Regions from separate parts of the Mus musculus genome. Here regions 1, 3, 4 and 5 are each linked to region 2. Evidence: chromatin contacts called from public HiChIP or PLAC-seq data. All regions are on one chromosome and are shown on one strand. The core of a region is the stretch at or near the end of the contact, and the rest is flanking DNA. Distances in the headings are between cores, read along the strand shown.

Region 1 (5,046 bases), core at 920-3,419, 300 kb after region 2:
GCCGTGGTGGTTTCCTGTCGCCTTTTGATGCCATGGCCCCCTACAGTCCTCAGCTCCCTACAGTGACAGGATTGTTTCCACTTTGCATCCACAGGCTATAAACAGCTGGAGTCTTGTCTTAAAATGTATCTATATAGTTACTTATCCTTGGGGGAGGGGCTCTCCTATGCCAAGGGTGCATGTTGGAGGTCCAAGCACCACTGGGAGAAATCATGGTTGCACCTTCTGTGGTGTGAGCCACAGGAATTGCTGAGCCATCTCTTCTGTCTTCAAGATGGGGGCCTTTCAGGACATAGCATGAGCTCTCTCCCAGCTGTGTACATAGAGTGTGCCCTATACTGTGATGTAGATGAATGAGCTTGGTGCAGGATGTCCTGGGAGCTGGGCTACCTGCTGCTGAGTCTGCTGAGTATAGTGTTAGTGTCGGGATCCGTACTGCCTTCTTTCCTCTTCTGAGGAATGAAACCACACAGCGTTTGAGCTGGGTTTTTGGTTTTTGGTTTTGTTTTTTTTTTCTTTTTTGAGCTGGGATTCTTAAGTAGTCTGGGATGGCTCTATACATTGCAGCTACAGAGATGGAGGCTTGTCATTCCTGAGTTTGGGAGGCGGGGACAGGCCAATCATCCTGGCCTACTTGATAAGTTTGAGGCTGCTGAGAGAGCTTCTTTTAGAAAAGAAAGGGAGGGCAGTGAATGCGGCACAGGCAAAATGGCTCAGCCGGTAAGAGCACTACTCTTCCGAAGGTTCTGAGTTCAAATCCCAGCAACCACGTGATGGCTCACAACCACCTGTAATGAGATCTGACTCCCTCTTCTGGTGTGTCTGAAAACAATTACAATGTACTTATGTATAATAATAAATAAATCTCTGGGCCTGAGCGACCAGAGTGAGCAGAGATCTTAAAAATTCAATTCCCAACAACCACATGAAGGCTCACAGCCATCTGTTCAGCTACAGTGTACTCATATACATAAAATATATAAATCTTTAAAAAGAGAAAAAGAAAAAGGTGGGCAGTAACTAAGGTTGACCTCTGGCCTCCACATACATATGCATCCCATATCACATATATATGCATCATCACATGCACAAACACACATGCATATATATGCACACATGCATGTACATACATGTACACACACTCATGCACATATATGCTCATATACATACACATGGCATGTACACATAGCACACATACATGCACACATTCACATATATATATATATATATATATATATATATATATATATATATATATATACATGCACACATGTACATACATGCACACATGTACACATGCATGCATAGATATATACATGCATACACTCAAGTACATAAACGCACATACATACACACACATATACATGCATGCACACACATGCACTCACACATACATGCACGCACACACATATACACATGCACATACACACATGCAAACACACACACACACACACTTGTAGGATAGGGGCTCTCCTCTAAAACTACAGACTCTACCTCAGCCTTCCCTTCAGCTTGTTTTACCAAATGCTTTCCAACCCCTTCATTCTGTTCATAGGAACAAGGCTGGCAAGAGCCTACTTTTATATCAAGATCAGCAGTGAGTGTCCCTTTCTGGCATTCGTGGGGGAATGCATGGGTACATTTCGCCTTGGGAATACCTCAGCTTACAATGACCTTGGAAACCCTGCTTAGTCCTTTGCACAGGGGCTGTCAAAAGTTGGTGTGTGTGTGTGTGTGTGTGTGTGTGTGTGTGTATGTGTGTGTGTGTGTGTTTGTGAAAGCGCGCGTATGCGCTCTTGCCGGAACAGTTCGAGCTTTCTCTCTTTGGCTAACCAGGGACAGATAAAAGACCTTTGCTCTCTGTTAGAAGCCTGTCTCCTTGGGGAGTATGCTTCTATCCAAAGTGGTCATAGAAGAAAACTTCTATTTTTGCCTTTTTTGCAGACTAGGCTCTCCCTTCATCCTCATGCCCCCGTGTCACCGGCTGGTGTTTTTAGAAGGCTTTAAAGCGAAAAGCCTGCTTTTCCTGTACTGTTCCCGTATCTATTTGGGGGAAGTCCTTTCGTCTTTGAACATCCAAGGCTCCCTTTCCTCATCAAGTAGACATGGCTGTGAAGGGTTGCCTGTGTGGAGTTTGGCAGAGCTTTGGGCCCTGGGAGAATGCCCAGTCTCTCATGCCTGTGGTATTTCCTGCCATTTGGTGGGGTTGTTTCCGATTACCTTGACTAATGGGCAAAGGTTTGTATTTTAGGCAGATAACTTCCTGCTTCCGAAACATTTCTCATACGCAAACCCCAGAGCTATCCAAGGATCAAGTACAGTTGCCCAATGCCTAAGTAAAGGCGTCTAAGTGGCACTTGGCTGCCAGGTACTTGCTGGCTTCCATTCCACCTTTTAAAAAGATGTTCTTATTGAGGTTGCCCACAGCAACAGCAGGAGGGTCTGATCTCTTTCCTCTAGGTAATACCCCCTCCCCACCCCACCCCGCCCCAAACAACCTTTTGGGTTGGGTCTGCCTTCAAAAACCTGTCTTGCCAATGCTGCTTGAGAGACTTAGTCAGCTGCAAGGTCTGCAATGCAGAGCAAGCAAAGAGAGGGGAGGGAGGGAGGAAGGGAGGGAGGGAGGGAGGGAGGGAGAGTGAGTGGGTGGGGAGGGGGAGTGTCAACAATTGCATTTTGATAAAGCTGTCACTGAGTGTCCTTTTCAACTGACAATTGTTGCCAGAAAGTCTCGGAATCCGTCTTCAATCTGGGACTCCTAGGACTCCGCAGTAATCCCAGGAATAGACAGACAGGCTCGTGGCTTTTGTGAAAAATACCAGGTGCTCCCAGATGGGTGCTAACCTAGTCCCAGTGAGGCTGTTCTGGCCCTGGTGAGGAATGTGGCCACGGGGCATGATGGAGCCTGCTCTGAGAGATGATTTTTTTTTAACCCATTGGATGCACATATTCCATTCTGATAGATGAGATAGTTTTCTGCTTGAAAAGAGATGTTTCCTATTCTGTTCTTTAAGAAAGAAGGTGTGTGTGTGTGTGTGTGTGTGTGTGTTGGGGGTGCCTTTAAAAAACTGGCCTTTTTTTATGGCTGCAAAGTAGAAAAACTCTTTACATTTTAAAACTCCACATGAATAACCAAGTATAGGAAGGATTAGGGAATAAAGACACCAAGCCCCTGGGTTTACTGTGTTCTCAGAGTGGGTGCTCAGCAGGTCCCAGGCTGCCTGGCCGTCCCTTGCTGTTGCTCCCCTGAACAGAGGTTGTCCTTTTGAGAGAGTAAGTGGCTCCTGGAGACCAACACTGCTGATAAATACCAATGATTGCATTTCGTACTCTGAACATACAGCCCATCCTGTGTCTCTGAGTCCTCTTCCAGCCAGTGAGACACCAGAGAGCTGCTGTCTGTCTTCAGTGGCCGTGTTCTGTTCCCGATTAATGTGCTGGTGGCAGACCCAGGAGACAAGACTGACCCTCTCTTGGGTTCCTGTAGAAACTTCCCTCATGACTCAGTTGAGCTAAAAAGGCAGAATTACTATGGTCCCCTGTTGAGGGGACCTTGCATCTGGGGGTTACGCAGAAGTTCCTGCCTGAGGGGGAACTACAGAGATTTGGGGATCCCTGCTGGTGTGATGTACAAATAGGAATTTTAGTTTCAATTTGTCAGTGAGGACTTAGGAATGGTTCTATGATGGAGTGAGCTTTATTTATTTTATGCACGTAAGCACACAGTTGCTATCTTCAGCCACACCAGAAGAGGGCATCAAATCCCACTACAGATGGTTATGAGCCACCATGTGGTTGCTGGGAGTTGAACTCAGGACCTCTGGAAGGACAGTCAATGTTCTTAACCACTGAACCATCTCTCCAGCCCCTCCCCTGGAGAGATCCCTGCTGTCAACTGAAGTACTTACTAGAACCTTATAGGTCCCAAGCACTGTGTTCTGACTTTTCTTAAATGTAAGCGTTTCAGATGCATCTTTTTCTTATGACTCAAAGTATTAATAAGCTGGATCTTCCGACCTGCCGCAGAATCAAAGCTTGTCACAGGATAAAGCCAGCTCTGGAACATGGCCAGGTGTCTTCCTTTTACAGTTACATGGTTATGATGATGGCAGACACTCATTTTTAAAACAGATAAAATACAAAACCGTGTATGCTTATGTACATGTTTGTACACACCTCCAAAGCTTCAGAAATCTAATTTATGGCCATAAAAATGAGCAATGTGGGATTTCTGCAGAGCAGCTATTTGATTGACGGAAACAACACGAAATTAGGACTTTCAAGGGCTCCGTGGATGCCCACGACCTTTAGTTGTTTACTTTTCAAAATTATGTTACACTAAGCCTCATAAAGAAAATCCAAGACTACTTTTCATAGCATGCTCGAAGAATCAAAGGAACAACCGCTCCCCCTAGTGGCCAATGGTAAATTAGCAACAAAAAGAAATTGCATTAAAATTCCAAACACAGAGGAAAACCGTTCACTCCAGAGGAAGCGCAATCTAAGGGTAGGCACTGGGATACCGACTTTGTGCCTCTGTGTATTTCCAAGCAGTTCTTGGCCAAGCTGCTTCTCCTTTTTCTGTTGGAAGTGTGACGCACAAGTTTGTGGTTGGTTTAAAGGCATTTGGATTTTTTGCATGTAGCAAGGGTGCATATTTTTGTTATGATTCTTTGACACAGAGTCTTGGAACAAAACAAACAGATGTGAATACTCTCCTTAATTTATGATAAAAAGCCTAGGTCCAACAGAGAAAGTGCCATTGTGTTCTCCAGTTATCGCTGTGGTGTACCTGAGACACTCAATCAGTAGGAGGAGGTGACGTCAGCTTCACAGCTCTCCAGAGTCCAGCCTGCAGTCACTGTTCTGGCATTTGAAGCCTGGATGGGGTGGCACCTCGTATTGGGGTTTATTGCAAAGCAGATCCACTCCCCTCATCCCAAGAGTCAAAAGAGAGTAATTGCCACAATCCATTGCCAGGACACATTCCTGAGTACCTGAGATACCCCCCCCCCCTTGTGCTCTGTGTCCTAAAGGTCTGAAGTA
Region 2 (5,331 bases), core at 1,684-4,183:
AGCACACTCATGCGCACGCGTACAGATGCATCTACGACTGCACTCAGTAAAGGTTTCTGTGTTCCACAGTAGCATTGTTATCTTCTTTTCAAAAAACATTCTGCTAAAACCACTTACCTTCTCCAATTTTCTCTATTTTGATATAGTCTTCCATAGTTACTCAACAGGTTACGACGGACCCTAAAATGAGGGGAAACAGTGCTGTGATTCCGTGCTACTAACTCAAAAACAGTCTAAGCATCATCTGGAAGACATCTTTTCCAGGGCCTCCCGCGTAGCCGGCAAACGTCAGTCATCCCAGATGGTCAGATGGTCTTGTTAGGGTTTAGCTGTTCTTGCAAGTGAGCCATTCTGAGCCTTCTCAGACACTGCGTTTGTATATTCTACACAGCCAAGGGCTTAGCCCCTTCACATGCACAAAGCAAGCAGGCCTGTCAAGCCGGCCACTGTGGAGACTGATACACAGCTAGCTAAAGCAACTTAGTGACACTATGTCTCAAAATTTACCAAAAAAAGCAAAAGGCCCTGATCCCCAGGGCTGAATTTCAGCACACTACTACCGTACTAAAATGGTGTACTGTTTTAGTTTTTCTTAAAATAATAAGAGTCTGCGAGAAGGAAGTTGTGCACGATGTAATCCTAGCACAGGGAAGAACAAGTTCAAGGCCAACCTGTGGCCTCGTTCGCTGCAACACTGTTTCAAAAGGAAACAAAGTACAACTGTAAAGTCCAACCACTAGGAATAACAGTTGTTGTTGTTGTTTTTAATAAAAGCATCTGTTTACCTTATAAGCATTCAATTCTCCAGGCAGTGGTGGCACATGCCATTAATCCCAGCACTTGGGAGGCAGAGGCAGGCGGATTTCTGAGTTCGAGGTCTACAAAGTGAGTTCCAGGACAGCCAGGGCTACACAGAGAAACCCTGTCTCGGGGGAAATAAACAAAAAACAAAAATCATTCAATTGAATGCTTCCCAAAAGCAGCCACAGACAATCCCACTCAAGGTACTCAAAGAGAAAGAAATGTCCATAAGCACCTTAGAAGAAAGAATGGAAGGTGTTGTGCTGTGCTGGCTAGCTTTAGGCCAGGTCACATTGTCACAAGCTGAAGTCATCTTGAGAGGAGAGAACCTCAGTTAAGAAAATGCTCCCATAGGATGGGGCTGGAGGCAAGTCTTTAGGTCAGTTTCTTAATTAGAGATTGATGGGGGCGGGCTCAGCCCGTTGTGGGTGGGGTCATCCGTGGGCATATAGGGTCCTGTGTTCTTAAAGCAGGCTGAGCAAGCTATGTGAAAGAAGGCAGGAAGCAGCCCCCTCCATGGCCTCCTGCCTCCAGGTTCCTGTCCAGACTTCCTCTGAGGCCGAACTGTGACGTGGAAGTACAAGACAACTAAACCCTTTCCTTCCCAAGTTCCTTTGCTTTGGTCATGGTGTTTCATCCCAACAACGCTAAGACAGTGTGTTTGCTAATCATGCTTTGAAAAATATCACGAACAAGGGAGAAACAATTTCTTGGCTCACAAAGAATGGTAGGAAAAAGGTGTGCCTTCTCCTTGAAAGCCCTCTGCCACGGGTGACAAGATCCTTATGAATGAGCATCAAGGAATGGCTGACCTCTCGTGAGCTGTTCCTTACAGATCTCTTTCCACAGTAAAATCAACTCCATGGGGTGTGGGGGCACAGCCAGGAATCCCAGCTCTTGGCACTGCACAAGGAGGCAGCGGCTCAACAGATAAAAATTCAGAAGGAAAATGTAAACCCGTCCAAGGGTCCTGCCAGGCATCCCACTGAACCCTGGGGATTCTCAGACACATAAGATTGACTCTCAACTATGGAGATTATGTTTAGGAAATTTCAACGCATCCCCCCCCAACCCCCTTTCTTCAATACAGAGACTTAATATAACTATAGAGCATTAAACGTTTCAACCACCTCTGCACAGACAGCAAAGAGTTAACATGTCTTGAAAGCTGGGCTTATTTCCTTCCAACATTTTCCAGTCTCCCGGGCCTGCTGTTAAAAGCTGCCCAGTGTATCCAAGTTGGGGGCAGGCGATGGTGGCCCGCACATCAGAACCTTCATCGGTATTTATGTTTTAAGACGATCAAGGACGCGAAGGCATCCGCGGTTCTCCCTCTCTCTCCTTCTTTGCCTGGGTACAGTCTGTGGCCTTAGCACAGGCAACTAAAAATAAACGATCCTACACTTTCTTGGTTCTGCACCTTGGTAGGAATAAGCTTTTTAAACGACCACGGGTCTGTTTCTCCGGCAGTACCGACTTAAGGCCTCCGAAGGCAGCTGGCCTGGTGCAGCCCAGCTCCACACTGGCAGCCAACAGGGCCTGGGACATAACTTGGCACCCCGCCCACACCCGGGCCCACTCCAGCGAGGCCCATCCAGTCTGCAGGAACCTGGAGCTCGCGTAGGGGCCTGCACGTCCGCAGGACCCGGGGCTCAAGTGAGCCTTGCCCTTCCATAAGGGACCGCTGGATCGGGTGAGCCCTGCCCCCCCCCCCCATAGGGATCCCAGGCTCCGGTGAGCCCTGCTCCTCCATAGTGTCCCCAGGCTCAGGTAGGCCATGCTCCTGCATAGGGGACCCTGGCCTCAGATGAGGACATGCTCATCCATAGGGTACCCCAGACCCCGGGCTCAGGGAGGCCATGCCCGACCATAAGGGATCCCGGACTTAGGTGAGGCCCTACCCGTCCACAGGAGACCAAGATCTCACGTGGAGGCCCTACCCGTCCACAAGGGATCCCCAGGCTCACATGGATGTCCTGCCCTTCCCCGGGGGAACCCCCAGATCCCGTGGAGCCCCCGCAGGCCCAGCCTGCACCCAGTCCGACTCACGCCATACCTCTCTGTCCCGGCTGGGGCCACACCGCAGTTCCGGACTGCGCGGACGCAGCAACTCCAGGAGCTTAGAGGCCGAGTGCCAGCAGTTTCAAACTCGCCGCGGTAAAGCTCCCGGGATCCGCCAATCCGATTGCACGTAGACGTTCAAAGGAGCCAATCAGAGCTGAGCTACGCTTGGGCGGGGCTGCCTGGGAGCGCAGAGCGCGAAAGGGAGCGGAAACCGCGGCCAGAGGAATTGCAGGAGGGCGGGCGCCAACTGACTCTTGAGCTCTGTTTTCCTTCCAATATCGTCCTGTTGTTTCTGGACAGTCTAATCTATTCTCTTTTTTCTCCAGCTACCTTTCTGTGTGTAATTTCCCTCCAAGACTAACACAATTCAAATGCATTGAATTTAGATAGCCAGCCACCAAAGTGACAGTACCACTACATCAAGAGCTTGTTATTAGCTGGGCGTGGTAGCACACACCTTTAGTCTCAGCTTTCGGGAGGCAAAGGCAGGGCAAATTTCTGAGTTCGAGGCCAGCCTGGTCTACAGAGTGAGTTCCAGGACAGCCAGGGCTACACATACAGAGAAACCCTGTCTCGAAAAACCAAAAAAAAAAAAAAAAAAAAAAAAGAGTTTCTTACTTTTATTTTGTTTTGTTTTGAGACAAGGTTTCTGGGTGTAATTTTGACTGACCTAGAACTTGCTCTGTAGACCAGGCTGGCCTTGAACTCACAGAGATCCTCCTGCCTCTGCCTCCAGAGTACTGGGGTTAAAGGCGTGTGCTGCCACCACCACCTGGCTATTGCTAACATTTAAAATTACTTTATGATTATGCCTTTCAAAATTCTATATTAAGCTGGGATAATATAAATAATATATAATATTAATATATAATATATTAGTTTACATATGTATGTGTGTATATATATGTGTGTGTGTGTGTATATATGTGTGTGTATATATATATATACATATATATATATATATATATCTGAGGATTGTGGCACACACCTTTAATATATGTATATATATAATATTAAGTTTCACTATGGAATTTTCAGACAATATTGGTCTGTGTTAATTCTTCTCATCCCTTCTCCCAGTAACCCTAGTCCCCGCACCTCGTAACTGCACGCCCCCAAGCCCATAGCCCTCTGTGTCCTATCACCATGTCCATGACTCTAATCCCCCCCCCCACTCGGGCAGCCTTTCCTTTCTAGTTGGAACCTTATATACACACTAACATATGAACATTACATGCTAGGATCCGCCTATGAGAAAGAACATGAAGTGTCTGTCTCTCTATGTCTGTGTCAGGTAACTTGATGTATTTTCCAGCTCTCCCGTGTTCCTGCAGATTATGTTTTTTTCAATGAGTTTTTAGCAGCCAGCAGAAGGATCACATTTAAAGTACCTTAAGAAGACAAGAGGATAGGAACCAATGAAACACTGAAAGACACCCTCAAAACTGAAAAGAAAAAATGCCAGCCTGTTTCTGTGATTATACACTTATGTATTCATTATGTATACAATGATAACACACTAAATGTTTTGACATATCTCCACATAAGAATGTTAAATATTGGGCTGAAGAGATGGCTCAGAGGTTAAGAGCACTGTCTGCTCTTCCTAGAGGTCCTGAGTTCAATTCCCAGCAACCACATGATGGCTTATAACCATCTATAATGAGATCTGCTGCCCTCTTCTTGTGTGCAGGCATACATGTGTGTAGAATACTGTATACCAAATAGATAAATCTTTTTTTTAAATGTTAAATATTCCTTAGAAATCAAACCTTCACAAATCTATGAACAAACAAAATGTCATCTGTTTTATCGGCTCTAAGTCAACACCAAAAGCTCTATCTTGCCACCACCCTCAGACCACATCCTTCAAAGAGGCTGTGCTCCACTTTGAAAAGATTCTCAACTCCTCAAGAAAATGAAGCAGTGTGGTGTGGGACCAGAGAGATGGCTCAGCCATTAAGAGCATTTGCGCACAATCATGAAGATGGGAGTTCAGATCCCTCCACCAACAAAACAAACCCAGCATCCTTGTAAATGCCTGTAACCCCAGCTCTGAGGGAGTCCACTCTGTCTTCTCATCTCCATAGGTTTGCATAGGTACTCGAATGCACACAACACACACACACATGTGCACACACACAGACATACACACATAATTAAAATAAACCCTTTTTAATAAAAAAAAAAGTGAAGCAGCATGACAGAGCTGAGGATAATGAGGGGCAGTCTAGGATGGCAGCTGTCTTTGCCTGGACTTCATAGGAGGAGGAAGGCACATCATATCCTCTTAGACAAGACTAATACAGGCTAGAAGACCTGCATCAGAATGAAGAATAAACTAGCTTATCGCATGGGAGCCCATGTCTGCTTCCCCCACTCCGTGATGGGTCTCTATTTGGCTTGACCCTATGCAGGTCTTGCGTGTGCTTCCACAGTCTCTGTGAGTCCAAGTGAGTCTCAAAG
Region 3 (5,264 bases), core at 2,193-4,692, 280 kb after region 2:
AATTTCTGTTGCTCCCCAAGTACAGCACGGTTGAAACTTCTGTGTAACATTCATTTTAAAATTCACTTAAACTCTGTGTATTGTGCATCACACGTCTCGGTTTCCATAGGAACAGGAAATGCATCATGCCTCTGTTGCTCACCCCCTCCCTAGTCTCTGCTGACTCAAGGAAAATGTCTGCATGTATCCATGGGTTTTCAGTCACTACACTTGTCCTTGGCATGTGAAGTTGAGGTCAAGAAGTCATCCATTCAGTCAAGTTGATGGCTCGGTGCTTTCGGGTGAGCATGATGGGAAGATCACACCCGTTCTTAAATGGACTTTCGAGTTTTTGAGTATAGTCAGGGTGCATCTGACCACCTGAGACATGTCATGGCATCTGTTGGGTGTCCTGGGCTATGTTAGTGAATGCAGAAGTCATGGCATCAGTTGGGTATCCTGAGCTATGTTATTGAATGCAAAAGACACACAGTTACATTTCGACCTAATCTTTATAAACGAAGAACACGTGCATATCTGGAAATTGGAAGCTTGGGGCCTAGCCTGTGTTCATGAAGACAACTGCTGTGGTCTCTGGGTCATCCTTCAAGCAGTTCAAGCTTGGTCTACTCAGCTTTATGCCTTCCGTATAAAGAGACCCCTTTACGGTGTAATTACAGAAGTGCTCAGGAAAACCAAAGGCTGCAGGGTGTGGCCTGTGATGTGATGGAGGAGAAAGAGCCCTCGGTTTTAATACCTCCCATCTCCGCTATCGAATAGTCAGGTAATGCCTCTGTAACATAATTGCTGGATGAGAACTCCGGGATAGCTTCAGCTCTCCCCAGTTGTTGAGTCCATTAGAGACAGCAGAACAACTGAGCTTCCCAGATCTTCCAGATGGCCCCTGGTCCACTCTTCTAAGTCCTCTCTTGTTTTGATTTCCCTCAGGAGTGCCTCCATTATTAAAACATTTTGTCAAGTTTTACCATCAAGTCATAAAATTCCAGGGAATGACTTCAGGGTTTTGTTTTGTTTTGTTTCCACTCTCTTCTGACAAAGGAAAGATTGAAGGAGTGTTTGGCTTGGGTGGCCAAGGTTCTCAGCCTCTCAGCCTCCCAGCCTCCCAGCCTCCCTGCCTCCCAGCCTCCCTGCATCCCAACCTTCCAGCCTCCCTGCTTCCCTGCCTCCCTGCCTCCCTTCATCCCTGCCTCCATCTCACCATACTTCTGTGCTGGAGACACTTCCTTCTCTTGAATGGAAATGGAGAGTCTCCTTCTTCTTGTGAAGCAGTTTCTTGCACAGCAGTTTCTTGCACTATAGCCACAGTGAAGTGTGACTAATGGGGGTATATTGACTTGTGCTCATCACCAAATGTGAATGTATAAATACATCCCTTGTTTCAAGCAGCTCGAAGCTCTAAGTGGGGCTTTGTTGTGCGATACCCATAAGAATTTACACAGCCTACACGGGGTTCAGGAATTCAGGGTCTGTTCCCTGGGTATACCCAGGGGTAAGATTCTTTCAGATACTTCCTGGAATTGTATAACTCATTAGTAAAAGTCCTCATATGGGGTCTTAGTGGTAAATTTTTTAAAAATGCACAAGAATCTACTTTCACCATAGAAACGCAGTCAGAAAACAAAATAGAGCTTTGGCAAGTTTGCCTTGGAAAGCCAGACAGGCATATTGCCTGGCTTGGTGGATTCTAGATCCAGACTAAGCTGGAACAGGCAGAGCAACTGTTGTTATCAGCATTGTGTTTTTAAGTTTAGGATCCAGATTCTGCATTTGTGTCACAGGTATAAAATTGGCTCTGTGAGGCTAGGGAGAGAGCCCAGGCATAAAGCATGAGGACCTATGACCCAGCATGCATGTGAGAAGCGACTCGGTGCCTCGGGCTCCCACAGTCCCTCAAATCTGCGCAGATAGCTGTGCGCTGGCAAGACTTACCTTAACAAGGTTGGAAAGGTAAGACAGGGAATGGCAGCTGCACAAGGAACAGTGTAAGGACTGGAGAATCAAGCAAGTTCTGGAGAAAGGGGCTTGGCTGTAGACCCAAGGCCCTAGGACAGAACAGACCTTTTTTTGGCTCAGTTTCTATATTATCATCAGCTGGTAGGTGCCTGGGGGGCCTTTGGAAAATGTCCGTACCTAGGCATCATGCCAGCCAATTAAATCGGAGTCTCTGGGGGCAGAAGCCCAGGCTTGGTATGTTGAAAAATAAAAAATCTCCCCTCAAGGGGTTTCACTGTGCATCTGAGGCAGAAACCCCACTGATTTTGTTTTGTAGATCGATTATAAACCTGATCAGAAACCGGCTGCCAGGTATGGGCTGAGAAGGCTCGGTGGTAGATGGTTTACCTGGCCTAGGTGAGACCCTAGGCTGCACCCCAAAACAAGCAATAGCAGCAACGAAGCTATATTTTCCTTTTTAGGGTACTGCATGGGGAAATAGAAATTCAGGAAGACTATGACTAAAATTACAAGTGATTCCAGGTCTCTAAGAAGTGGTGGCTCCCTAGAGAGTGTGGACAGACAGTAGCAGATGTCCCAGCGAGGGAGCAGTGTTTAGCTTGCAGAGGGTATATTCACAGTTTTTCAGAGAAAAACCCTCAGGGGTTTCTACCAAATGGTAACTGTGATTTTCTCCCGTGAGTCAAAATATCACCAACCTTCCCAAGAGAAGCCATGGCCTTCTTGAGGGGAGTTTGATTGACAGAGGGAGGCGTCTTTGTAGTCTATATATGCACCAAGCTGTAAAGATCAGCCTTGTCTTTTACGCTAGTTTGTTTTGGTGTGTGTGTGTGTGTGTGTGTGTGTGTGTGTTTGTGTTGAAGTGTCAATAGAATAACCTGAAAAAGTGTATCCTGGCCTTCCAACTGTGGGATGCACTGGTCCTTAATCTCTCCCATGATACCCTTGTTAAATATTGCCGTGAGCCCCCTCTTTCTTCGACACCTTCCTCAGACCACATTCTTGCCCCCATGAGCAGCATGAGCACACATGGGCCACATGAGCAGTTTCTCTTTATATGCTGTTTTCTTGGTGATCAGACAAACGGGAATTGTGTGAGAAGAGGTAATTTTCACCCCCATTCCCTCTCCTCTGCCGGGAGTCAGACGTGTGAATTTCTATTCGATTGTGTGATTCTCAACCTTGCCCCATCCCAGCCTACAAGGGAGTCACGCCCAATGCTTACCCTGCTCACAGCTGGCAGTCGTTAGACTTAGCTTGTTATTAACCTGTCCCAGAGTCACAGATGGCCTTCCTGGAGGACAGTCCTGCCGTGGATTTTGATGGGATGCTGGTGGGACAGGGTATATATTCAGACTGGGAAGCATAACAAAATTGTGTCTGAGTTGGATAGAATTTACTTCAGACACTTGGTCAGAGCCCCTACCTCTGTCATGTTTATATGTCTGCCTTGGCAGGCTGTCTGTCATCCCTGAAGCCCATGGGTGGCATTTGGACCAATGACATGCCAGCACCATGGCAGCATCTGACGGAAGAGCTCCCCCTCACCTCATCCACCCCTTCTGTCTCTTTTGTCTGGCAGTCTTGAATATCGCCCCCCCCCCTGTCTCCGTGGTGAATGCTGTCATTAGAACCACACAGACTGCTCTGGAGCAGATGTGTGTACCTCCTTATCCCCCAGCAATCAGCCTGCGTGCCCAAAATACCATCCTCACCCAGATGTGTTTAGGTGACTGTTTTGATAACAGTAAAGCATTATTGGAAATATTATTTTAGTTGGGGGCTGGCAGGGTAACAAAGTGCAGTGTGAAGTAAGGGGGTCGCTGATGATGCTTAGGTTTTGCGGGGGTGGCTGCCTTCAGACCTCGTGTTTTGGAAAGGATGTTCACTCCAGAAGTGAGAAGAGATCAAAATCCAGGGTCTTCATCTGAAGGCAGTGTATTCAGATGTATCCAGCCATTCACAGAGAAATGCCGTCACTGTAGGGTGAAGCTGGCTCTCAAACCTTGGGACCATTCAGGGGAGAATCATACTCTCTTAAGCATAGACCAGCTTTGTAGATTCTGGACCCTGTGCCTCAGGCTCATGCCTGCTTTGCCCAGTGGCTACCAGGAGCCCTGAGTTGAGTAGACTCCAGCGCTTTCCTCTGTGGACTTGGAGAGAGTATTTACCTGTGAAACAACCGTAAAGATCCCCTATTAAATCCTCCATGGAATGATGCAGATTTTAAAGCCACACTTATTATAGTGTTACCCTATAAGATGCATATAAATAGTTTCATACAAGTTAGCGGACATTTCTACGGCTATCCATACTTTAAGCCTCGCCATTCTGCCTGTGCTGTGTGGATGATGTCATCATATGGACTATGTGAGCCTCTATGGAAGTCTTAGGGTTTACATGTGACGTGGGCCATGTAGTGCTATGGTGGTTAGGAGACAAGCCCCTGGGCATGGCTCTGAGAGAATCATCTAGAAGACCCACCTAACTCTTATCTATGGGCAGCAGCATCTTGTGGGCTGGAGTCCTGGACCAAATCAAAAGGGAAAGGCCAGCTGAGCACCAGCAGCTGTAGCTTTCTGCTTTCTGATATGGATGCGGTGTGGCCAGCCTCCTCAAGTTTCTGCTGCAGTGGCTTTCCTGTTCGTGAGGGGTGACACCACTGAATTGTGACAATGTGATCCCTTTCTTCCTTAAGTTCCTTGCGTCAGGGTACCTCAGTCACAGCGACAGCACTGATGTCTGATGTGGGTCTCTCTCTCTCAGTCAGGAGGGTGAGTCTTTCTCCCAGCACATTCGCTAGACACTCCACACAGTAGACTCTAACAGCTGGATAAATTCTAAATAGCACCCTTCAAAAAGCCCTGGAAACACAGCCTGTCTAACTTCAATCCCAAGTAGGGACAACATGTCACTTCTGGAAGAGATAGTCAGGAGACTCGGGAAGATAAAAGGATGCCTCTAATGGAATGGGGATGCCTGGATCAGCTTGTGCTTTGAGCAGCGGGCCTGGGCTCCTCCAAAGTGTCACTTTTAATTCTGAGAAATCACTTGCATTGGTCACCTTCTCCTGGGACAGAATGGAGTTTGGTGCTCACTGTTATTGAAGAGCAATCCTGACGGCCTTACCTTTTCTAGATGTGTTTGACAGTTTGACTTTGTTTTGTTTTTCCGTTAGGGCATCCCCATACTCACCTTCTTATGTCTTAAACTGCATAGAGAGGGGCCACGAAAAGTTGTTTTTCTTTTCCCCTCTGGGTTTCAGGGTTGCCTGCTGTCTTAAATACTGCCTTTCTGACAGCTTTAGCTTG
Region 4 (5,098 bases), core at 296-2,795, 430 kb after region 2:
CTATTGATCTTTGAGAACTCTTTAACTACTCTCAGCTCTGGTTTTACCTGCAAATATGGCAAAAAGTTCTTCCTGGCATTTCTTTGAAAGCTAGAGCAGTAAATGTAAAGAAATTAAGAGAGGACCAATGCAGACCAGGAGGTAGAGGCACTTACGCTAAGACTGATGAGTTAGCTTTGATGCCTGGGACCCCGTGGTGGAAGGAGAGGTTCAGGTTGCCCTCTGACCTCCACGTGTGCCCCTCAGCATGTGTGCCCCTCTGTCTCACACTAGTGAATCAGCTTTTCGTGGCTAAGAAGAAATTAACATAGTATATCGCATGTTTGATGAGTCCTGGTAATTAATAGCTGCGGTTCTGTGATGTTGGACTGTGGAATCTGCCTGGGATGTCAGCTACCTGGGAAGCTGAGGCAAGAGGACAGTAGGTTTTAGGGCAGACCAGGAAATACAGCAAAACCCTGTCTGGAAAAAACAAAGGGGGTGGGGGAAGTGCCAGTTTCATATGGTTCACATCATATTTTCAATAGGAAATCCCAACGTATCTAAGTTGTTCGTTAAGAATTAAAATCAATGTTAAGGAATGTTGATAAGATTATTAGCTGTACTATGACTTGACACTATTAATCTTCATGACTGCTAATCACACACTTGTAGATACCTCCCCCGATAGCAATTCTCCCATTGAACACTGTCATCGATCAATTGTGTGAATATGATTATGATGCTGCCTCAACTAATACACTAGCGGATTTTATTTTCTTTCGCTTTCTGATATTCTGTATCTAACCAAACCACAAGTAGACTTATCCTGGGCATTCCCAGAATCTGAGCCCACTAGTTTAACTTCTTGCCTCAAAGTGCGCAGGAGGGGACCGAGTTTGAACTAAATAAAATAGGAGTGCCACTCTGCATAACAATAGACTTCTGAGCCCCCTTGTACCAAAGTGTGCAAACAATAAAATGTCGCCAGCGTGTTGTGTCGCCAAACCTAATAATCTGAATGGAGTCATTTATTGTTTCCTACCCCCGACCCCCAGTGACAAGAGCATTGAGTCAGTATTTGTCACTGTATACACATATTTTCATACATCTGCTCACCGGTACAGCTAATATAGGGAAAGAAAATAGATAACATGCAGACTGGGGCTGGAGAGATGGCTCAGTGGTTAAGAGCACTGACTGCTCTTCTGAAGGTCCTGAGTTCAAATCCCAGCAACCACATGGTGGCTCACAACCATCTGTAATGAGATCAGATACCCTTTTCTGGTGTCTCTGAAGACAGCTATAGTGCCCTTAAATATAATAACTAAATAAATCTTTTTTTAAAAAAAGTAATATGCAGGCTAATGGGATACCAGAGCCACAGAACATGGTTACATCTGGAAGGGACATCAGAGCAGGGTGCAGAGATGGCTGTAGAGAAGCAGGCAACAGAAACTAGCTCCCTGAGCGACTCCAGGCAGCCAGGGCACAGGACCCAGCTGATTAGCTTGCTATTTTCAGAATCCCACATATCAGGACTAAGACCTCTGGGCTTGGCTGCAGGCCACAGATATGATAAGTCCTCAGTGGATTCTGGGAGATACTACACTGCTTGCAAGGCTCCCTACTCTGGTCTGACCCCACCCCTCCATTTAAATAGCCGCTTCTCTGGCCAGCTCCTGTTTCCTTACTAGGAGGTCGGGGAGACGTCTTTACGTTTTCCAAGGCGGATATTTTTAGACAGGATGTTCTGCCCCAAGTGTTAACTAATTGAGTTATCAGGTTTCGTATTTGGCCTCAGAGAATGGCCGTGGAAGAGCCAGAGGGCTTCCCAGAAGAAGTAAGCATTTAACTGCTTCTAAATTAGTGGGGTTTCCCCCCCTTATGCAACTGTTGCTTTTTAATGATTGTATCCTTAAATATATGCATGTATGTTACTGGGGAGGGGAGAGATGGATCTGTTGCTAAAGGCGTGAGCTCAGGACACGTAAGACGTCCTTTCTATGTTGCTGGGATCTGGACTGGAGGTATGTTTTGCCTGTGATGGAATGTGGAGTGTGTCCTGGAGCGACCCGGCTTACGAGGATGCTGCTTAATAAGATGGAAGTAGATGGTGTGTGGCTGGGGACAGGGGAAAAGCTGGTGAAGGAGAAAGCGTGAGAAGTTTCCTTGAGCCACACATCTCTCAAAATAAATCCTAAGGCATGCGACACAGCTTTTGTGGCATGACAGTAAGGGGGACTGTGAAACTTCTCACAGTTGGGGGAAGATAAAAGTTTAGTTTGGAAACTCAAAATAAACGCATGACGAGGTTATCACTAAAGGCTGGAAACGTATGTTATCTCCAATCTGGTTGACAAACACCTTATATGTAAGTGTCATCGTCGACTGACTTTCAAGAGTGGACTTAAATAAGCCATTATCTCCTTACAGGATCCTACTCTGAAAAGGTAGAGGAGGTGGGTGTTTGGTTTATGCAACTAAAACTTTGAGGTATTTGCTTCTAGGCAATGTATAGGACTGCTAAGATGGCCATGCCGGGAAGGGCTGTGCGTGATTGCGTGATGTTCTGCGTCTACCTCTGCCCTTCAGTCAGTATAGCTTGCTCAAGAACACCTGTGCTTCCAACAGAGGGGGGTGTGCTTTACTCTGAGCATATCAGATCCTGGGCACAGAGTGAACATGTCGGTTATAACGACTATAACAGAGACACTATAAAAAAACAAGAACATGGCTACTCATTCAGGAAGTCAGGCGTGCTGATGGTGTGAGAAAGGAACTGTCATTCCTCAGTCAAAAAAAAAAAAAAAAAGGCAATCTAGAGAATTCTGCTATGGTTGTAAGTAGATTCAGGTGTCATCTTGGTACACTTCAAGACTGAGTTCTCTTAGCTGCAGTACTGACCCTCGGTGACCTTTGGGAAGTGTAACTACATTACAGCTAATGGATGGAATTTTAACCTCTGAGGGCCTCGCCGCCAACATTCCGTGTGCCTCAGACAAAGGCCTTTTCAAAGGAAGCTTTGAAATTCGCAATATAGCTGTACACATTGTAATGTGCTAGGGACAGGAACGTACTGACAAGCATTCTAAAAAAAAACAAAAAACAAAAAACAAAAAAACCCTGTGTCACCCTAAAAGTAATCAACTTACTCACCAAGAATTATGAGCTATATTGTCGAACTCAGGTGTGTGTTCTGCTGCGCGGCTTACAGACAGAAAGCCTTACAGACAGAATCAGAAGTTACTTAGCCCTGACTTCGAGAAATACTAAATGCTCCAAATTGTTAGAGCTGAGCACAGATAGATCGAGTGCTAAAGAACAAGCCTGAAAAACACTGCTCTTTTACGAACTAATGGACTTGAAATTAAAAATATCTGAGACCTAAGAGAAATGCCAGGTCCAAGTGAGCATTTCCGTTCTGTTTCATGTCAGACTATATCAGCTCAGTGGTGAAAGCACTCGACCCCAGCCCATATGCGCAGAATTTTCTGTTTTGGTAGGCAAGCTGTTTAAAAAAAAAAAAAAAGTATAATAAAATGACAGGCTGGATTTGAAGTTCCCATGCCCTGAGCGGTGTCTCTGGAAGGGTACTGACCCGACACAGATCACAGAGAAGTCCTGTCACAACAGGGCACAGATGATGCTGGACCCAGCTCTGCTGGAAAATGAGAAGGAATTCTTCCTCTCCCGGCTTCCTGCCTGATGTGAATGGAAGTGCGATCCGTTTGCCTGCGTGAGCTTCTCTATGGAGACGGTCCTTGCTAAGAGGGTATAGTAGATAATTAGACTTCTTCGTAAAGTGTTTGCTGCAGGGCTCGCCGATGATAATGTTCAGTGTGTGGCCTCCACTGTGGTGGGGAGAGGTCTTCCTACAACAGTATGGGGTTTCTGTTGGGGAGCTACTGAGAGTGATTTCATAACCTGTTTATTGAGACATTAGCAGCACGGGCGTAGATAGATGCACCTTAACTAACGTTAGAAACAGCCTCTCCCCGTCTGCTTTTAATCAAGTCTGTGTGGAAGAATTAGCTTTGATGTCAACAACTGCTGGAAAGTTAAGTCTTAAACTTGAGCCCTCGGATAAGGCTCAAGAATAAACGTACTGCAATAAAAGGAATTCCAAGTGTAAATCGCTTGTAGTGTGGAGTCTCGGAGCTGCAGCTGGTAAAAAAAAAAAAAAAAAAAAAATCTTTTAGAAATTCTCTCAAAACCCTAGGGAAGTACAAGTACTGTACAGTATCAAAAGGAAGCTTGTATAATTATTTGGTTTTATGTCTTTCGACTCTGATCTCTTCTGTTTTGTGTCTGGTTTTTCACTCATCCATAGAATAATAATTGCATGTTCAGCTGGTGACAGGATCTCTCGTTTTCTTGTTAATGATTTTTATTTCGGAAAACAGACTAGTAGGATGGTGCATGTAGTCCTGTAAGATCTTCAAGGACCCTCCTTGATCCATTTCAAGGAAGGCACCTAAAACTTGTCTTTTGCTGCTGAGACTAGAGTTTCTTGTTTTGAGATGAAAGTATTTAGTGACATAGTGACCCAAACATTTATTTATCATAAAATAAGTTTATTTTGATGATGGTATGATAGTGCTATAGATTTGCTTCAAAATGCTTAATTTGCTTAATAAAAATGAAATTAAACTAATATTTATAAACCAAAAGAAACTGAAAACAACTTGGTTTTTAACCTTCTCTATGCTTTTTTAAAAAAGATGTTTGGTCATAAGGCAAAAGATACACTTGCAATCTTTTTATTCTAATGCAAAATATTTGTATTTATATTTTCTTCATACTAGCAAGAGCTGGAAATCAACATTAAAGTGTGCCACCCCATTAGAGTGTGGATAAACAGATGTCAGGAGATTATGTAACATCAATTTCAATGTTTATCAAGCAAATATCTACAGCAAGCAAGGAAACATACAAATTTGTAGCGAATAAATCCCTTTAGGGGTCTGTTTACACTTGTGGTAGCATTCATTTTGGGAAAATAATTTTGGGTTGTTGGTACTGTGGTGATTTTTTGTTTTCTTGTTTGCTTGTTTCGTTTCTCCTTTAGCCAAGGGATATGTGACTTTTGACAAGTGCCAATCAGTAGCGTTAAAGC
Region 5 (5,266 bases), core at 396-2,895, 510 kb after region 2:
GTATTTGTGCATACCAAGTGTCTAATTCCAGAAAATGTATAATCACATCTCACGTTCACACTTAACAAATCGGTTTGTTGGGAGATTTATAACACATGAAAATTGTGTCATATTTACAACCCCCAAATCAAACCAAATAGAATGAATGGAATTATATTACAGAATTCTCATGTTATTCATAAAGTTAAGTATGATATTACTTCAACACATAACATTCATAAGATTGACATTGATATATAACCAATGATAGTTGGGTTATGATCATGTAGGGTATATATTATAGTCTTCAGACAGTCACAACCATCAAGAGCTTTAGCTAAAAAATCAGATGAGGAGACTGGAGAAAGAGAAAGAATACAGGTAGATGATAGGTAAATAATGAATGAATGGATGTATTGATGAGCATTCTTTTAGCTTAACCTTCTAAACAACACTCAATCTGAAGCAAAACAAGAGACACAAAACCCACTAAACCAGGATAGAAACATCAAATAATATAAGGTTGTATTCTCTCCAAAAACTGCAGTTTATGAGTAGAGAAAGGCCAGAGGGTTTCACATTCTTTTCCTTCACCTTTTATATATATATATATATATATATATATATATATATATATATATATATATATATATATGTGTGTGTGTGTATATATATATATATTCTTTTAGGTTTGCATATGCGTGCATGTAGGTACACGGGCTATAGTGTGGGGGCGGGGGGGAGGGTCAGGTGACAGGTTGCGCCTTTACATGCTGAGTCATCTCACCAGTTCCTATTTTCATTTTAATTGCATGAACAGCGCCTGAACAGTGGCACAATCAGGAAGAGAAGGAAGAGAGTCTACGTCCATATATAATGTCAGAAATGAAGTCTTGATTGGAAAAGAGTACTGGATGTGTGTATGGATTAGTATTTGTCGTAGTAGATGAAGCCCAGTGTTTCAGAGACAAGTCTACACGTGAACTCTCATTGCGACCCTTGGCTTCCTGTGCGACCTTGGATAGTTGCATCAACCCCCCAGAGCAGTTTTCTGATCTATAAATAGAGCCCCTAAGACCTCTCCCATGGAACAGTGGTCCAAATAAAATAAGACCCCAAGTATAAAGCTCATGTAACAGAGGACATTAAAAACGGCTCCATTTTCTCTTGGGTTAACTCTACAACTGCCTATGATTTAAAGCAAGGGCCAGTCAAGGTTTGAGTGGGTGGAAATGCCAACATAAAGAATGAGCTTTTCTGTTTTCTGTTAAACTCTAATCACTGTTCGTTGGTGTGTCTTGACTGCCGTACCAGCCCTTCTTGGGTGCATTGTTGCTTGTTTCTTTTCTGTTCTCCACTGTTTGAATATAACCATCTACTTTACATTCAGAGCATCCCCGAGTTTCCCCGGCTTTACCTCCTTCTCCATCTCTAGAATGGGGAGGGGGGATGCTTAGGAAAGAAAGAGGTGAGCGGAGTGGACACAAACCAAAATCAGCACATTACTTCTGGAAATTCCTCTCCCAACCATGAATGCATATCCCTCTAGTCTTGGCTTTGTGCAGTGTCCAGATGGTAAGGGTCTGTTCTAGATAACATTCTCTGGTGTGACACCCTACTGTCCCTAGCTTTCTGGTCCAAGTCCTGCTCTGTACTGTGCACAAAGGTCAGACTGAAGGAAGGTCTTTTGGGTCTCTGTGTACATAAGGCTTGGCTCTTTGCATAACAGGAGAGAGCATTCTTTCCAGCCAGCAGCACGAAGCTCCCCCCCTCACTTACAAGATTACTGTCACCAAAATGAAATAGAAGCCCAGGGCCAGCCTGTATGGGCAATTCAAAAGTCTGCCCAAGGGAAACCCATTCATTACATTAATGCTTTAAAAAAAAAAAATCTAGGGGATTGGAAAGAAAATTGCCAACCCTTCGCAATTCCATTTCCTGCCATAATGTCACCATGGCAACTCAGCTTCCCACTCGATCCTGTCTAGTCTGTTATATATGTGTGGTATGGAAGTGGGCTCCCTCACCTCCCCCAAAGTTGCCTGTGCCAAGAATCTGTCAGATGGGCGTTAATGTTACATGAGGTTGGAGAACAGCATTTTTTTTTTCTTTTTGGTCCAGGACTCCTTCCTTGTAATTGACACTTTACATACATACATTGCAAGTTTGCAGGGGTTGGTTTAAAAAAAAAAAAAAAGAATTCTTGTAACAAACAAACAAACAGGATCCAGCAACATTTGTGTAATTTGAAAGTGAGGAATATGCAAGTGTTTTGTTGGCAAGCACGTTATCCATAAAAGCTCTTTTATAAGCTTGCAGTATCCGGGTTTACAAGAAAGGAAAATCTTATTAGAGCAAATTCTGAGAGTTAGCTGATTGAGTCATGCTTTCCAATCTAATTGACCAACAACTTCCTCCAGTGAGAATTTCAGAGGGTTGGGATTTGGGGTGGGTTTTTTTTTGTTGTTGTTGTTTTTGTTTTGATTTTTTTGTTTTGTTTTGTAGTTGTTTTTAAAGGATGAGATATTTCAATAGTGTTTCAGCATTTAATAAAATGAATCCAAAGCAAAAGACGAAGCAAGACCTGTGAGATGACTCAGCAGGGAGAGCAGCTTGCAGCCAAGCCTGGCGACCTACATTTGGTCCCCAGGACCCACACGGTAGAAGGAGAGAGCCAGCTCCTGAAGTTGTCCTCTGACCTCCGCACATGCATTCCATGACACAAACACGCACACACAAACGAAGGAGGGCAGAGCGGAAACATCCTTTTTCAATCATGATCATCCAACTAGGAAATACTTGCATAATGATTAGTGTGAACTCAGGTGATGTGGCTCAGTTAGTAGAATCTTGCCTGGTATTTATAAAAGCCCTGAGTTAGATCCCAGCATCACACAGAAGGGATGTGTTGTCATGATAATCTCAGTACAGGAGGGTTAGAAGTTCAAGGTCATTCTTCCACCCTCATAGCAGGTTAGAGGTCAGACTTAACTACCCAATACATTGACTCAAAAACAAACTAACAAGCACTCTTGAAAAGACATCCAATCACTCTGTTCATTAACTTAGTAGTTGGGGGATTTTTGTTGGTTGGTTTTATTTTGTTGTTTGTTTGTTTTGTTTTCTTTTGGTTTTCTGATATAAGGCCTCACTATGTAGTCTAGGACAGCCTCAAACTGCCTTTTTTAGTTCAGGCTATCCCCATGCTTGCTATGCCCCTGTTTCAGTCTCCCTGGCACAGAGTATCCCATCATGCCTTGTTAGATTCAGTTGCCTCTTCATCGTTTATCTTACCTTTGGGATTAGGGGAGGCTAGACTAATGTTGAAGAAAAAAGTATTCATGATACTTATTAAAGAATGCCTAGAAATATGGCTCAGTGGTTAAGAATGCTTGCTGCTGCTCCAGAGGAGCCATGTTTGATTTCCAGTGCCTATAAGCACCTGGAACTACAAGTACAGGGGATCTGGTGTTCTCTTCTAGTCCCTGTGGGTACCTGCATACATGTACATGTACATGTACACATGTAACAGTAAAGATACAAATTTTAAAAGTTGATAAGTCAAGGGGCTGGAGAGATGGCTAAGTAGTTGAAAGCACTGACTGCTCTTCCAGAGGTCCTGAGTTCAATTCCCAGCAACCACATGGTGGCTCACAACCATCTGTAATGGGCTCTGATGCCCTCTTCTGGTGTGTCTGAAGACAGCTGCAGTATACTCACATACATAAAATAAATACATTTTTATTTTAAAAAATTGATAAGTCAGGCAGATTTCTCTACTACAGAGCCTCACTATAGAAACCCAAGGGAAGAGAGAGCCCAGCTCAACTTTGAATACAAGGAAAGTTAAAGGTGTGATGTGAAGCAGAACTCCAAAAGTTACTAAGAGATAGCATCATGGGGTGGAGAGACTGTAGCCAAAGCAACATCGCAGACAGAACCCTTTTCTGAAGGTAGATTCCGGTGCTAAAATGGTGGTGGGGATTGTAGTGGATCAAGGATTGTGGAGTCTCTCTGAGCTGTCCTTGCAAGGTTCCCTTTCAGAGACAGCAGAGATGAAAGAGCAGAACCCCCAAAGTTGGGACACTGATAGGCGACAGCTGTAGGGGCAAGTTAGGTCTTCACCAAAGGAGGTGTACAAAAGGTTACATGGACACTAAGATACACTACAGTCCAGTGGTTCTCGACCCATGGTTCTCAATTTCCATGGGAGTTGAACTATTCCCTCACAAGGGGTCACATATCAGATATCCTACATTTCAGATATTTACATTTTGATTCATAACAGTAGCAGAATTACAGTTATGAAGTGGCAACGGGAATAATTTTATTTGTTGGGGGTCACCACCACATGAGGAACTGTACTAAAGGGTTACAGCCTTCGAAAGGCTGAGAAGCACTGTTCTAGTGGATTGATTCTGATCGTGTAGCAGGAAGCTGGGTTCAGTCACCAGTAATGGATAAACTGGCCATGGTGGAGCACACCTAGAACCCCAGCACTCTGGAGGCAGAGGCAGGAGAATTTAGCGTTCAGGGTCATGAGCTTGAGACTAGCCTGGCCTACATGAAATGCTGTCTCAAGGAAATTTTTAAAAAATAATAATAATAAAAGAATAAGAGAGATAGAAATGCTGTATCATTAAGACGACAAGGATTTGGATCTTGGAATGGGTGTCTCTCAAAAGATTGTCTCGTGGCAGGGGCGACTACAAGCATGCTTACTGGAGAAGGGAGGGGAGCAGAGAAAGCCAAGATAGATGTTAAAAGGTTTAAAATGCCACCCCAAAGAATTGTTTTAATTCTGTGCATGTAGATGTTGGTATGTGCAGGTGTGTGCAGTATGGAGAAATTTTTTGGAGAGTCTTGTCAAGTCTTTGATTCTCTGTCATGTTGCCTTAAGATGGGGTCTCCCCCTGAACTCAGAGCTTACTGATTTCTGACTAGGTTGATAGCAACTGATAAAGCCCCAGCATCTTCCTGCCTGCCCCCACATTCCAACACTCCTTCATCAGCACCGGCAACGTTGAGGCAGAAGGTGTGCGTGACTGTGACCAGTTTCTTACATGGATGTTGGGGATTTGAACCAAAGTCCTCATGCTTGCTCACCAGCACTCTTATCCACCGAGCTTCCTCCCCAGTACCACCACCCTGAAGAACTTATAGTCCACAGAGAAATGAATGATAGTTACTGGAATCCTTCTTAAACAGAGCTCTTTGCTGGGGGACTGTGCTCGGGAAACTAAGCCGCCATTCAGCAATAAAGCCAAAAAAACAAACAAACAAACTT

Evidence for each region. HiChIP or PLAC-seq counts read pairs in DNA pulled down with a chosen protein or histone mark.
Region 1: a CTCF HiChIP or PLAC-seq map of the NIH/3T3 cell line shows a contact between it and region 2, with 9 read pairs. The contact joins the enhancer-like site here to the promoter of Cdk1 in region 2. A contact is called at or near these places in 9 of 39 promoter capture datasets (the 3T3-L1 cell line, 3T3-L1-derived adipocytes, HPC-7-derived erythroid cells and 5 more), 1 of 15 datasets of contacts at CTCF or cohesin (the NIH/3T3 cell line), 32 of 484 Hi-C or Micro-C datasets (3T3-L1-derived adipocytes, the AML12 cell line, the Ba/F3 cell line and 27 more), 16 of 115 datasets of contacts at active chromatin or transcription factors (the NIH/3T3 cell line, the SCID.adh cell line, astrocytes and 10 more) and 3 of 9 other capture datasets (adipose tissue, embryonic stem cells and pancreatic islet).
Region 3: an H3K4me3 HiChIP or PLAC-seq map of the SCID.adh cell line shows a contact between it and region 2, with 9 read pairs. The contact joins the enhancer-like site here to the promoter of Cdk1 in region 2. A contact is called at or near these places in 6 of 484 Hi-C or Micro-C datasets (the C2C12 cell line, the MC3T3-E1 cell line, embryonic somatosensory cortex and 3 more), 5 of 115 datasets of contacts at active chromatin or transcription factors (the SCID.adh cell line, embryonic forebrain, embryonic stem cells and 2 more) and 1 of 9 other capture datasets (embryonic stem cells).
Region 4: a contact with region 2 is called in an H3K4me3 HiChIP or PLAC-seq map of the SCID.adh cell line, with 9 read pairs. The contact joins the enhancer-like site here to the promoter of Cdk1 in region 2. A contact is called at or near these places in 1 of 484 Hi-C or Micro-C datasets (embryonic stem cells), 2 of 115 datasets of contacts at active chromatin or transcription factors (the SCID.adh cell line and extraembryonic endoderm stem cells) and 2 of 9 other capture datasets (adipose tissue and embryonic stem cells).
Region 5: a contact with region 2 is called in an H3K27ac HiChIP or PLAC-seq map of embryonic stem cells, with 9 read pairs. The contact joins the enhancer-like site here to the promoter of Cdk1 in region 2. A contact is called at or near these places in 1 of 39 promoter capture datasets (embryonic stem cells), 1 of 15 datasets of contacts at CTCF or cohesin (the NIH/3T3 cell line), 8 of 484 Hi-C or Micro-C datasets (the AML12 cell line, the C2C12 cell line, cardiomyocytes and 5 more) and 6 of 115 datasets of contacts at active chromatin or transcription factors (the NIH/3T3 cell line, embryonic stem cells, epiblast stem cells and 1 more).

Annotation. Positions count from the first base shown.
Region 1 is chr10:69,650,617-69,655,662 of GRCm38.p6, forward strand. All of the region lies in intron 1 of Ank3 (ankyrin 3, epithelial), which reads left to right. Among named protein-coding and RNA genes, the nearest start is that of Gm33464, 90 kb to the left of the region's middle. Within about 2 kb of position 2,170, at least 47 of the 459 cell types and tissues checked have an H3K27ac peak or open chromatin away from gene starts, as enhancers often do. A contact at or near this core is called in the C2C12 cell line, the N1E-115 cell line, the NIH/3T3 cell line and 6 more, where this site is marked.
Region 2 is chr10:69,349,979-69,355,309 of GRCm38.p6, forward strand. It overlaps Cdk1 (cyclin-dependent kinase 1), which reads right to left and starts at 2,934. Exons shown (of 8, transcript NM_007659.4): 1 at 2,858-2,934; 2 at 118-180. The coding sequence starts at 154.
Region 3 is chr10:69,632,964-69,638,227 of GRCm38.p6, forward strand. All of the region lies in intron 1 of Ank3 (ankyrin 3, epithelial), which reads left to right. Among named protein-coding and RNA genes, the nearest start is that of Gm33464, 73 kb to the left of the region's middle. Within about 2 kb of position 3,443, at least 29 of the 459 cell types and tissues checked have an H3K27ac peak or open chromatin away from gene starts, as enhancers often do. A contact at or near this core is called in the SCID.adh cell line and embryonic forebrain, where this site is marked.
Region 4 is chr10:69,783,851-69,788,948 of GRCm38.p6, forward strand. All of the region lies in intron 1 of Ank3 (ankyrin 3, epithelial), which reads left to right. Among named protein-coding and RNA genes, the nearest start is that of Gm33416, 80 kb to the right of the region's middle. Within about 2 kb of position 1,546, at least 34 of the 459 cell types and tissues checked have an H3K27ac peak or open chromatin away from gene starts, as enhancers often do. A contact at or near this core is called in the SCID.adh cell line and extraembryonic endoderm stem cells, where this site is marked.
Region 5 is chr10:69,857,421-69,862,686 of GRCm38.p6, forward strand. The region is part of intron 8 of Ank3 (ankyrin 3, epithelial); the gene reads left to right. Gm33416 (a long non-coding RNA gene) reads right to left here. Exons shown (of 2, transcript XR_380549.4): 2 at 5,265-5,266. Among named protein-coding and RNA genes, the nearest start is that of Gm33416, 6.3 kb to the right of the region's middle. Within about 2 kb of position 1,646, at least 57 of the 459 cell types and tissues checked have an H3K27ac peak or open chromatin away from gene starts, as enhancers often do. A contact at or near this core is called in embryonic stem cells, stem cell-derived neural progenitor cells and stem cell-derived neural stem cells, where this site is marked.